2 separate regions of the Rattus norvegicus genome follow, and region 1 is linked to region 2. A link is a contact called in public Hi-C data. All regions are on one chromosome and are shown on one strand. Each heading gives the region's core, a stretch centred on a gene start, on an enhancer-like site or on the middle of the called end of the contact. The rest is flanking DNA. Distances are from core to core; before and after follow the strand shown. Region 1 overlaps Astn1 (astrotactin 1). Region 2 holds the start of Brinp2 (BMP/retinoic acid inducible neural specific 2).

Region 1 (6,437 bases), core at 2,417-4,916, 290 kb before region 2:
TTTGTCTTATTGTTCCTGTGGAGGGGGAGAACCTATATTTTCAAACACTCTTTGAAATATCTATGGAAGAGGTGGGTATGTTAGAGAAACATACATACAAAATCCCTCCTGTGAGTCTCAGCAACACCTATGATACCAACTGTGACACACCAGGTGTCTCCTCCAAGAGAAAAAAGGAAGCAATTATCACCCCACCTGGATGGGCATTCCACTCCTCAGGTAAGCTGTTTGGTTATTTGCCTTGCAAATTGTCTCAGAAACCTCCCACCCCGGAGCCTCTCTACTTCAAGTTTGACATGGCTAGTGTCTCTGTGTGTGTATGCTGCTTTACTCTCGCCTATATCCTGAAGGAAGAAGTCACTGCTCCTCCCAACCCGGTGCCTGAATCTTACTGGCTCACACAATTTCTCCTAAGAGCTTTAGGGACAGAGAATTAAAGAGAGAATGAATGGTTGGGAAATACCATAAACTTCCAGCATAGTAAAATGTGGGAAGATCAGCACAGATGTGGTGTTTTGTCCTTTAAGCCTGTGATGAGCAGGGAAAGGCCCTTGCAGGTGAAGGTACTAGGACCTTCCTCTTGGACCTGTTTTTGACATGCCCCTTCTAGTCCAGGTACAGTTGGTTCTAGGTTGGGAGATCAGTTAGACTGGTTCACCTGCTCCAAGGGGGAGACAGAGATGAGTGTCCTTATAACATGTCCCCTTTGGAAAAGGTATTACAATGGCTTTCCATTGCATGTGCTTTCCTATTTCCTTCCAGCCCCTTTTACTCAGACTTCAGTAGTTAGTCCTGAGTCACATTGTTGTGGGTATTATAGAGTTCATTGATTTGATTTGACTGAATATGTAAACATGCAAATCTAAACAAATGAGTTGCTGCTCTTAGCTGAGTAAAAAGATCCTGCCACTGGCTTGCTGTGTGGAGAAAGGTCTCTATGCCTTCCAGAACCAAGTATCTCAACCCTCTTACCCTCTGGGTCTGGTTATTGGTCACAAGTTCATAGATGGGGGATGCTCTGGTCACTTCCAGCAGAACCGGCTCAGCAGGAGTTTCAGGGCTGGATGTCACATGACACAAAGGACAGGATGAGGGACACCGTCCCTTGCTCTGGCACTCCATCCGGACTCCAGCTGCCATACGCTTGGTGCCAGAGTCTGACAGGCTAGCGATGTATTCTGGGAATGTCAGCACCTTGGGATCCCTTTCCCGTTCTTCTGACTCATCAGATGGGGAGTTGCCTGCCAGACAGGAGAAAAAGAAACAGTGATGGGGGGCAAGATAGCAAGGACTGCCATGACTTGGTGGCTCCTGAGTTCTGAGGTCTAACCTTGAGAAGTTGGAAAGTGTCACTAAGGGAGTAAGACTGTGACTCTGTCATTCTACTTAATTAGGGGCAAGCATCTTCCCGGTGACATACAGAGTTGGAAATAGCCTTTCAAATATAACAGGTTGTTTCTCTTCTGAGAATCATTGACTCCACTCATGCACTCAGAGGGATGTGTCTGCAGTAAGTCTGTTTCCCAGAAAGCAGATGATAGCAACAGTGACCGCTCTATGCCTTGGCTTCTTCATAGCTCCCACCTCTAGTGTTATCAAATGAATGCATAAAAAAATGGTTTGAAGACACACATATGGTTTCTAACATGCAGGAAGCACTCAGCAACACAATCTTGGTCATAATTACAGCTGAGGTTTATGGAGCCTTCCTATGGCATTGGGGTTGACTCAAGATCTCCTTCAGCCATTACATAACCATTGCCAACAGTCTACCATTCTACCCATTTCTACATATCAAGAAAGGGCAATATCATCAAGGTCCCAAAGATAGTGGATTGTGAAACTTGGTATTTGAAACCAATGCTGAGTCCAAAGTGTTTAAGTCATACAGCAAGACCAGCATTGCTTGTCTGTATAAATAACTCACGTGTTGAGAATGCAGAGGAAAGTTTGGCTTTTTCAAAAAGATTTTTCTTTTCACTGTTGTTTGCCACTTAGGAGTTAGCTACACAAATTCTTGATCTATTTTCAGTGACAAACATGAGAAGAGCCTACTAGAGAATAATGGTTTGTTCCCCACACAAGAAAGCACCATTTGCTCTCTCTTCCTTCAGCCCTCCTGTTTTTCCATTTTACTCATTAGCTGTAAAGGACTCTGTGGACAGAACCCTCCAGATTCTCAAGCTATTTTCTGACAGTTGGTGTCCCAAGCAGGAAATGATTTTGGAGAGACTTCTGTGCCTTCGGAGGTGGTGGGTACACAGAATGTTCCGGTCTCCAGTGGGTGCGCTAAGAATGCCATACTTGATGGGATGCAGTGTGAACTGGTTGAAAGGCCTTGCAAAGTGGTTCCGGGAGGTGATTGGGAGATACGACTCACTGACTTAGAAAAGCAAATGTTCACTCCTCTGGGGTATGGGGAGCACACTCTAAGCCCTCTCTTACTTGCTGTGTAATGTGGGTCCATGTGGTGAGGTTCTCACTGTTCTGGATTCCCAAATAAAGAGCATTATGTGAATGAGACACGGCCAATCCTGACAGGTGCCATCTCTTGTGTCTGAAGGCACAGGATACACTCAGTGACTACGGGAGTCAGTCTATTTAACATTTATATTTACTGAATCATAGATTCAGGATTGCATTCCAGTCCCTCCTGGATTGTAGGAAAACTAGACAATGCTGCTCGCGCACGCACACACACGCGCGTGCGCGCACACACACACACACACACACACACACACACACACACACACACACACACACTAAAAGTCAAAGATTATGACATCAAACAGAGCCCAGACTAACCAACCTCAAATCACTTCACCCACAGGTTCATCTTTATAATTATTTAGGCTTCTGCATCTCAGCCATGGTTCTGAACTTTACCTTATGCTGAGAATGGATTGCTAGCAGTATTTGAAAAGCCCATAGACTAGCCAAGGCTTTCTATACCCCATTTTTGATCTAATTTCTTGACTTCTTCAGACTGCTGAGTGACTGGTTAAATAGGTGGAGGCAGAGTGATCTTTGGGCAGTATCTGGTGTCTGTGCAGTCTTCTTGAGGTTGGGAGCCTTTTTCTCTTTGGCTCTAATCACATTATCGCCAGAGACATTTCTGTAGGGAGCCACAGCCCTCCTTTGTTGAGACTCCATTCTGAACACTTGCGTATCTACAATATGACCACTAGATGGTGGTAGTTGATCGAAAATGACAATATTCCATGCCGTGAGACCAGGCTAGAGAAAATAAATTTTCAGGATTCTAAGGATTATGTGGTGTCTCGATATTCTAATGGCTCTTTTTTCCTAATATACAATAAAAACTAAAAAGCAAAACAATTACAAATTATGTACCTCATACCTCTATGAGGAAAATATGAAAACCAGGCGACAATGACAGAATAATTGAAAGAAAGCTCACAGGAGAGTTTTAAAAGAATCCTCCCCCAATATCCTTAATTTTGAGTAAAAGTTACTTCAAATGTGAAGTAATAGGCCAACATGTTTTTCTCTTACCTTTCAACAAACTTTCCTAGGTCGCTATCTAGATGAATTGTACTGAAATATACCACCAGAGGGCACTGTAACGTGAGTGCTGTGTGGCGTTAACGTTCCTGCCCTCCAGCTGGCCATCATTAAAGCTTGTAATTGCTGTGAACAAGAGGGGCTGCTCCCCTTGTTGCTGTCTTCTGGCAATGCCAATTAAAATCAAGATGCAGTTAATCCCTGTCAATACCCATCCACCCTACATTCTTGGCAAGATTAAAGAGTACAGAAGGATGGCTGAGGAAAGCATATAGCCGGAAGTGATAGGTGTTCCAAATGCTCCTGCTTGCTTTTATCTTCCGGACCTTATTCTTCCCCATATCGGGTCTACATATCAGGTCCCTGCTGGAGGCCAAGGCCAAGGCCATATACCTAGCTAACACCATGCTCACATGAGATGGAACTATCTAGAAAGAGGCTGGATTTATACAGAGCAATGAACAGTGAGCTCCCCAAAGCCATCTATTCAGTCTCCAGCCAAGAATAGACATGGGCACGAGAGAGATTTTTCAAAGAGAAAATCCATTTTCTATGCGCAGCTAAAGATACAATTGGGAAATGGTCCTTAAAGTGATGGGGTCCATCGCTGAAGGCCCACATAAATCTCCCTTACCCCAAAGACAGTGCCACCATTTGCTGCATGGGAATGAATAACTCAGATCCAAAACTCTTCAGGAGAGTCTGCTGTCTGCTGGTGAAAAGGTGGGAAGAGGGAAAGCCACTTTATCTCCTATGACCCAGTGGTCTCCTCTTTGTATTGGCTACTCCTATTGCAGTCCTTGAAACTTTTCACCATCCTATGGCACCTACGTAAAGATGCTCCTGGAATCTGAAACACCGTGATGCTTCGAGAGTACATATCTACTTCAGTAGATACACGGTCTTTGAACAAAAGAAATAATCTATAGTTAAGGTCTTGAAAGATGATGACCGGCAAGTGTGTCAGCTGATAAAAACCAAACAAACAAAAACCAAACCAAAACAAAACAAAACAACACACTCGTGGTCCTCACCACTGGTTTTGCAGAATCCACACTTTTGTTCTCAGGGAGGTCTTCCTGTCTGGCTGTGACACTTAGCTTTCTTACAAGTGGAGGAATATTCAACCTGGAATGTAGCTAACTACCGTAAAGCTGCAAAGCACTTTGCAAAAACAGTTTGCTATAAATAAGTGCCATTTGCTTTAGGCTAAATCTGTATCCTCCAGCACATAGTGGATGAGTTTCCCCAATAGAATACCATGGTATGAGAATACTGCCATCCTTAATGCTCAGAATCTCATTGTATGTGTGTGTGCCCATGGCCTTAGGCATGGACATATTGACCCACCTCAATTCAGGGGCATATTACAATGAAGAGAGTGACCCAGCCATTCTCATGCAGGCTCTGCTCTGCCTGTGTGAACTCACAGGTCACAAAGGTGAATTACTTGTTGTGAAGTAAATTGGTACAATTCCTGTAGGATTCTGAGAACTGCTTAAAAATCTCTCTCCTGAGCTGGTGCCTGAGGCAACGAGATGCAAATGACATCACAGCTAGGACTACACAGGCAGTTCATTAGGCAGCAAAGAAATCAAATGCAAACTAATCAGATCACAGCTTTGGGGGATAGCTTCAGATGCTCGCTAAGAAAGGTTGACATGGGCCAATGAACTACAGATCGACAAGATGTACTGGAAGACTGCCCACCCACAGCCAGTACCCAACCTTTACCCGATCGACTGTGTGAGCCATGATTCCAAGTGATCCAAGCCACGATTCTGACGCGCATCGCCCTCATCTCAGGTCTTCCAAGTAGAGGAACCCAACCTGGCATGTCATTAACAACCCTAAAATAGGTTCCAGTCAGTCTCTTCAAGTGGTTAATATCTTTGAAAATAGTTTTGAGGTCTGTTGGGACTTGAACTGAAACTTGACTTATGCCATGAGCACCTATTCTCTGAGATTCCAATCTTACCTACGAAGGACATACACTGAGCACTTACTAGGGTGCCAGATGCCTGGTCACAGCGGCCCGAAGTCAGGAACGGTGCATTCTCACCTTTGTTCCCTTAGTTGATCTATTGTCTGTGTCTCTATGCATATCTATCTGTAGCTAGATCTATCATGCTCTCATCTGTCTCTTCATTCCTTGTGTATCCTGGGATAATTATCCTAAGCTCTAAGCATAGGTGTGAATAGTTACAAAACGTCAAGCTTAAAGAACAGAAGCAAAACATTTGCTAAACAGTTCTCCTGTCCCTCACAAAATTCTCTAAGAATCAAGTAGAAAGGGCAAGGCATTGCTGAGGGGATGCTGACTCTGTGACTCTAGCCAAATGCTTTTCCCTAAGTAGCAGTGTCTTAGGTGCCTGTTAGGGCATCCACTGGTACAGGTTACATGATGTCATACCCACGGTCCCTCTATTTGTGGCCACCGTCTCCTCCACACTCTCTTGGCAGCCTCTTCCTCCTCTTGCACATCTCAGCTCAACAGAAGGGACAGATGATGCCCCAGTTGCTGAAACAGCTCATCTCAAATTCCCTATACTTTACTTTCCCTCTCCCTCCCTCCTCCCCCTCCCTCTCCCTTCCTCCTTCTCCTCCTCCTTCTTCTTCTTCCTCTCTCTCTCTCTCTCTCTCTCTCTCTCTCTCTCTCTCTCTTTCTCTCTCTCATTTAATCTTAAATTAAATTCTCTTCCCAACCTATATCCTTTTCTCCATGTTCATTATAGTGAAAGGGAATTAGCAGTTTCCCACTCCATGGATGGCCTCAGTTGTTGGACTTTTTCTTTATCTCTTGTCAGCTGGATGACTTAGGACAGGCTGCATGGCCTTCTAGAGTCTAGAATTCCTTTTATGAAAAGTAGAAATGTCTAGGCTGATGGATACTTCACCAATACGACATACAA
Region 2 (6,306 bases), core at 3,623-6,122:
GCTACATGCCATAGATGATATAAGAAAAGCAACACTTGGGGAATTCTGGGATCTGATATTTGGCTGAACTTCAACATAGGCAATGATTGTGTTTAGTTCTACTCTGGATATGGAAGTCACCACCTTCCCAACTAGCACCCCACTTTGAAACAATTGCTATCCCAGTCTACCTGGGGTGACTTCTTGACGAATGCGAATGTGAGCCCTTTACAAAATAAAGCTACAAGTCACACATTTCACGAGATTTATCTAATTGAATAGTTCAGTCTAGTTGAACTAGCCATGTTTAAGGTCACATTTAAGAAATGATGAATTGATATAAGTTTTGTTTCAAAACCTGACATGTCTGAAAATTAATGCATGTGGATATTACCAGGTTGGTTGTCATCGTAAACTACTGAAAGGGGATACATCAACTAACGGCCCTCAAGCCATCTTCACTGTTCCCCTAAGAGTGCTGAGGACATAGAGTCCATGAAATCCTTCCCTCTTCTCTAGCATTGAGAAAAGCATGGCACATGGAAAGGCAATGTGATTTGCCGTGGGATAAAGACAGGAAACACAAGTGGCTCTGGAGTGTGAGAAGTGGAGTACAACTATCAGATTATCTCTTAGCGAATTGGTTTGTTTAACAAATAAAGAAACTAAAACCAATGAAGTAACCGGGGGCCTGATGAGATCAATGTACGAAGAGTGTGTGCAACTCTAAACACGAACAATATTTCTTAGATGACAGCAATTCATTCAGCTAAATGAGCATCCATTATTTTCTGGGCATCCATTAGAGTATGGGCAGAAGGAATATTCTTCCTAGTCCTGAGTAGTACTTACCCTACTATGATTTTTTTAAGTCATCCTAATTTTGAAAAGATCAATTGCTGTGTTTGAAAGCACAAGTGTAGCACTGGAGGGGTGGCTTCCCACAAGTCACTATGGAGTCTTCTTAAAATGCCACAGTTGAGAGTGTTATATATTGACATCTTGAACAGTTTCCACAGAAGAGTTTAACAATCCAGGATAGGGGAACAAAAAGACAATATATTTTGCCAAGGCACGTGGCTTTTATACACAGGGATGTAATCTCATATCTTCCACTTTTCATGAGTTAAATACCTAAAAATGGCGGTAGAAATTGCAGCTCACAGAAACCAGAGTATCTCCTGGGTGATGCTTTACATTTAAGTGAGATGAGAGATGCGGGTGAGTCCCAGTCATCTCTTATGTGTAGAGGTGATGTAGAGGTGAAGCATCATCTTCTGTCAAGGCTTGCCCTCATACCCTCCTTTGGAGGGGAACTTGAACCTTGCCCATCTTTAGTTTCTCATGAGTAGAATAAACTCAATTATCTTTATCCATACCCCATGCTATAGATATTATACCTGCAAGTATCTATATTATTTAAAATATACTACTTAAATATAAACTCACTAAGTATATTAAATAAAATTATTTTAAATAAAATATATTATTTTAAAATACCAAGTTTTGTAAGGTGTGTGACTTTTCCCCTGAGGTCCACTGCTTTATATTTAAATGTCAGTGGTCCCTCTTTGTGACTCTTATACCTTTGGATTGATTTCTTTATAAGCCCATTCTATACCCAAATACCCATGTACCACAATTCTGTGGTTTGGAAATTTAAAGAAGTTTTCATTTCTTACGCTTATTCCCATAGATTGATTGCTCACTGTGCAGTATTTCATTCCTTGATCACACACATACACGCCAATGAAAATGAGTCTGTTTCCCATTCTCACTCCTATGCCCTTCTCTTCAAATGAAACACAGTACCTTTCATTTCTTAGGTTATCCAAACTGCTCAGATAAATCTCCAGTCTCACCTTGGAAATTTCATCATTTCCTGTTCTCATCACTCCATTCCATTCACTGCACATGCATGCACATGTGCACTCCCACAAACACACACACACACACACACACACACAGAGAGAGAGACAGAGACAGAGAATAATGCACACACTTAAATGCATATACACATTCAGTACAGATACTGAAAGCGGTGCCTTGCAGTAAATATTCTTATTCATAGTATTTAAACAATAATACTAATACATAAATAATGCATTATTTGCAGGGAGCCCATGAGAAGGAAATGAGATTATGTACACAAAGGATCTCACACATTCAGACATTTAGTTACTGTTCAGTGATAGCCCTCACCACTGTCCTGTTAGATGATATAACTGTTTCAGACAGAAGTGGGCTTTTGAAACATTGCCAAGAGAATTTCTACACTGTTGGTGTAAAAAGGTAATGTAGTGATTTATACTCCTTGCTCTTTACACAGAAGAAATGACAACATGTGTGCAACAATGATTAAGAGCTGGGACTAACTCAGATGACCATCAGCTTCATGTATTAGTGAGTGAAACAGTATGGAACAGAACCCTGTACTCTAATATTCTATATTTTCAAAACTTAAGAGCAAGTACCATTCTTTGGAAGTTGGTGTCTTAGTTAGGGTTTTATTGCTAAGAATATACAACACAACCAATGTAAATTTTATAAAGGACAGCATTTAATTGGGGCTGGCTTACAGGTTCAGAGGTTCAGTCCATTATCATCAAGGCAGGAGCATGGCAGCATCCAGGCAGGCATGGTGCAGGAGGAGCTGAATTCTACATCTTCACATAAAGGAAGCCAGGAACAGACTGAGCATCCTCAGGCAGCTAGGAGGAGGGTCTCCAAGCCCACCCCACAGTGACACACTTCCTCCAACAAGGCCACACCTCCTAATAGTGCCACTGCCTGGGTTAAGCATATGCAAACCATCACAGTGGGTATTAGGATGGTAGCTCTCTTTGGGTACTTAGAAAATTTACTAAGAAAGAACAAATGTTTGCTTCTTCTAATGTGGGAAATGATGTGAGTAGTAGTTACCTCAACGCACATACTCCCTTCATCAGACGAACATTTGTGGATTTTTTTTAATGTGTGTTTTTCTTCATTAAAATATCATGGGTGATTTAAGAAAACACAGCCAAGTTTCTTGATTTTCATGTGATCGACTGTAGCTTCCCTTGAGAAATTCTGGCACCTTTTTTCTTCCCAGTTACATCTGTTCTACCATTTGTTTATTTCCCCACTCCCTCAAGTTATTTCACGAGAACCTTGACCTTGGGCCAGGCTCTGCGGGCCTCCATCTCTAGGAATCTCGGGAGCAACCAGCTCCAAAATGGGGGAAAAGTTAAACTCTCAGCATGTCACCTAGATATTTCATCTTAGTTGAAGATCTGGGGACTCCGCAGGACCACCATTCTCTGGCATATTTTATAGTTAAGACTCCTACATCATGCAGGAGGAATAACTTGGGCTAGATGCAGAAGAGGAAACAAGTGGAGGTCAGATATGGTAGGAATGGGGGGTTTGTATGTAAGAAACAGTCTCTTGGCTTCCTCACCCATTCAGAGCATCTGGCTAAAGGAGCAGTTTTTATCTAAACCAGATATATCCTACCTCTACCTACATCTAACCTCTGCCCTCTTCTTTTACCTAATTCTTTACAAAACAATCTCTAATGTTGCTCTTGACTCAAGGAAACCAAATGGAGACACTTGTCTCACTCTGCCTATTCTCCTCTCCTCTCTCCCTCCCTCTCTCTCGCATTCATTCATATATATATATATATAGTATATATACACACATATATAGTATATATACACATCCTCATCACGTGACTCAGTGGGCATTCCCCCACATCCCCTTACCAGTTTCAACCTCCAGCTCTTTTGACCTTTCTTTAACATAGCTCTTTCCAAATTTAGTATAGTTCATCAGTTAGTAGGATGTATTTCAGCCTCACGCATATTACAATATCAAAAATATATTATTCACACCCATCCAATTAAAGTTAATATCTTTATCCCTCATTCTCTCCTTTCCCTTTCTCCCTCCCTCACCCACTCCCCAGACTTCCCTTTCGTTTCACAGGCTCAGCAAACAGCACCTGCTTCTCAGAAACAAGGCTTGTCCTGTTCTCCTTTCTCTAGTCTTCCTTTAAAAACCCGAGTCCCTCTTCCTGACAGCCACTGGAGTGAAAGGAGACACACAGAAGGAAAACATCACAGGCAAAACAATTCTCTTTTCTTTTTGGATGCAGGCCATTTCAGAGGTCTCCCCAGAATCCCCAAGTCCTCCTCCCTGATGTTGTCCGGTGTGGGGTGTGAGGTGTCTCAATTTAGCTGTCCAGCGATTCTCTGCCTAGCCATCTTACCGCTGAGGTCCTGTGATCTTTTGCCTCCCTCTTCTCTCTCTCTCTCTCTCTCTCTCTCTCTCTCTCTCTCTCTCTCTCTCTCTCTCTCTCTCTCTCTCTTCCTCTCTCTCTCTCTCTTGCTGTGCGGGCGCTTGCTATTTCTCACTTGGGGGCTTAGTTCTAATTAAGTAATTCAGGAGGTTTAAAAGGCACAGAAAAACTAAATGAAACCTCAAATTAGAAGGAAAATGGCTCAAATGGGTCCCCATCTCTGGGAGTTCTGGTTAAGCAAGCAAACAAAATGGGCTGGGACGAATGATTATTGTAACTCAGAAGACCAAAGCAAATGTAATTAGTTCCCAGTCTACTTCTTGTTCCTCATCCACTGACACTTTCCAACCCTCACTCCCAACCCCACAAGCAGTCGCGAATTTATCCAGTTCTTCCTTATCCTTACTGGGGGGAAAAGTCGCTGCCGCAAAGCTGGGAGGGTTAACAGAGCTGGTACCCCAGCCTGCCAGCTAGCCAAAGGAGATTGCCGGTAGGCCTCAGAACCCGCCCCCTGCCAGGCTTCTCAGCCAATGGGCGCCTGTGGGGAGTATGGCCCGGAGTCCTATTGGCTGCCTACCTACGTGCATAAGAAAGAAGGAGAGAGGCAGGCAGGGCAGCATTGTTATCTTAAGACACTCATCTGGTGTCTGAGTCTGCAGGTGACACTGGTTAGGTACGGAGCGTGAAGTCGGAGTGGGGACGCACCGGGCTGCAGCTCTAGGATGGAATCCGCCTGCCTGCCAAGCGGCTCGCGGCTCAACCCGCAGCGCCTCCTCTGAGCTCGGCGGGTTCCGGAGGACTTGGGAAATGCACCTGCCGCGCGCTCAGAGGACACCAGCAGGTCCTCAGGCAGCCGAAGGAGCCCAGACGCCCGAGGAACCGTTTCTGACCACGTACAAGGCACAGATTTCGGATGACAGGGCGGGTGAGTCTCTTTAGAGTTGGGGGAAAAAAAGGCAAGATCTTTGGTTTCACCTCGGTCGAGGGACAGGGGACTTCTCAGTTGGCCTCCCACTTTCCTCACCTCTCCCACGCCGCGTGCGACCCAGCCTAGCGCTGATCCCACTTCACAGATGCTGTGGGTGCCTGGGATGCTCGCTGCTCCGTGGCAAGGCAGCAGGCAAGTGGTCTAAACGCCGCCGCCGCCGCCGCCGCCACCGCCGCCGCCGCGGCAACAGCAAAGCCCAGAACAGGAGAATTTGAAAAGAGACATCCGTTCCCTCTCACAAGCTGAGGGGGGGAGGCATTCGCATTTCCCCAAAGGAGAAAGAGCCACAAGAAATCATGAAGTAAAAACTTTGGAAGGCTGCCACTGGAGATGTTGCACAAAAACTGGGCGTCTTTTAGGAGTCTCCTCGCAGTCCTTGGTGTTTTGGGGAGCAGCTGATACAGCAAGAAGGGCTCTTACAAGGATTCAAGGTAATCGTGCGGGGAAGGGGGGGTCTGTATCCCCTGGGTTTTCTGTGTCACCTTTCGTTGTAATTTTGATGAGTCCTCATTCAACCCTCTTGTCTGGTGCCTGGCAATTGCAAGCAAAAAGGAATAACTCCCATTCCATCCCCTAGTTTCTGTCAGGTGGAGCTTAACAGTGGACTTTGCGTTTGAGCTGAGTCTGGAATTGCCTCCTGGTGTCGCATGGCTGTCACAGAGCTTGGGCACTCTGCCTGACCCATATTGTTTTTTGCCTGGTTTAAGTCCTTAAAGTTAGTGCAACTCCCATTAGCTTTGGAAAATTCATTCGGGCTCCATAATTGCAGAGGATGACAAGGACCTTTGCTTGCCTAGCTGATGCTGGACAGAGCTGCACAAGGTTCACTGTGTTTGGGGAGGACCCTAAAGACCTAACATTGTATTGTGCAATACAGCTGTATTCACATGGTCATAAAGCCCTGTAGCATGCTTTAGAGGCCAGTTTATTTCTTCTATGAACATATAATGAGGGACCAAAATAATTCCTCGGAGTGAATCCCGTAGTCTCCTTTGGGTGATAGAACAGAAACCCCAATCGATTGAGTCAAACCTGGTAGTGCACTGGAGACACT

Evidence for each region. A called contact is a pair of places that touch in the nucleus more often than the background predicts.
Region 1: a Hi-C map of frontal cortex shows a contact between it and region 2, with 4 times the contacts expected there. The contact joins the enhancer-like site here to the promoter of Brinp2 in region 2. A contact is called at or near these places in 3 of 12 Hi-C or Micro-C datasets (frontal cortex, prefrontal cortex and psoas muscle) and 1 of 1 datasets of contacts at active chromatin or transcription factors (oligodendrocytes).

The regions. Positions count from the first base shown.
Region 1 is chr13:73,348,785-73,355,221 of GRCr8, reverse strand. It overlaps Astn1 (astrotactin 1), which reads right to left. Exons shown (of 23, transcript NM_001170603.2): 17 at 973-1,241. Among named protein-coding and RNA genes, the nearest start is that of Mir488, 140 kb to the right of the region's middle. Within about 2 kb of position 3,666, at least 4 of the 93 cell types and tissues checked have an H3K27ac peak or open chromatin away from gene starts, as enhancers often do.
Region 2 is chr13:73,063,860-73,070,165 of GRCr8, reverse strand. It overlaps Brinp2 (BMP/retinoic acid inducible neural specific 2), which reads left to right and starts at 4,872. Exons shown (of 8, transcript NM_173115.2): 1 at 4,872-5,683.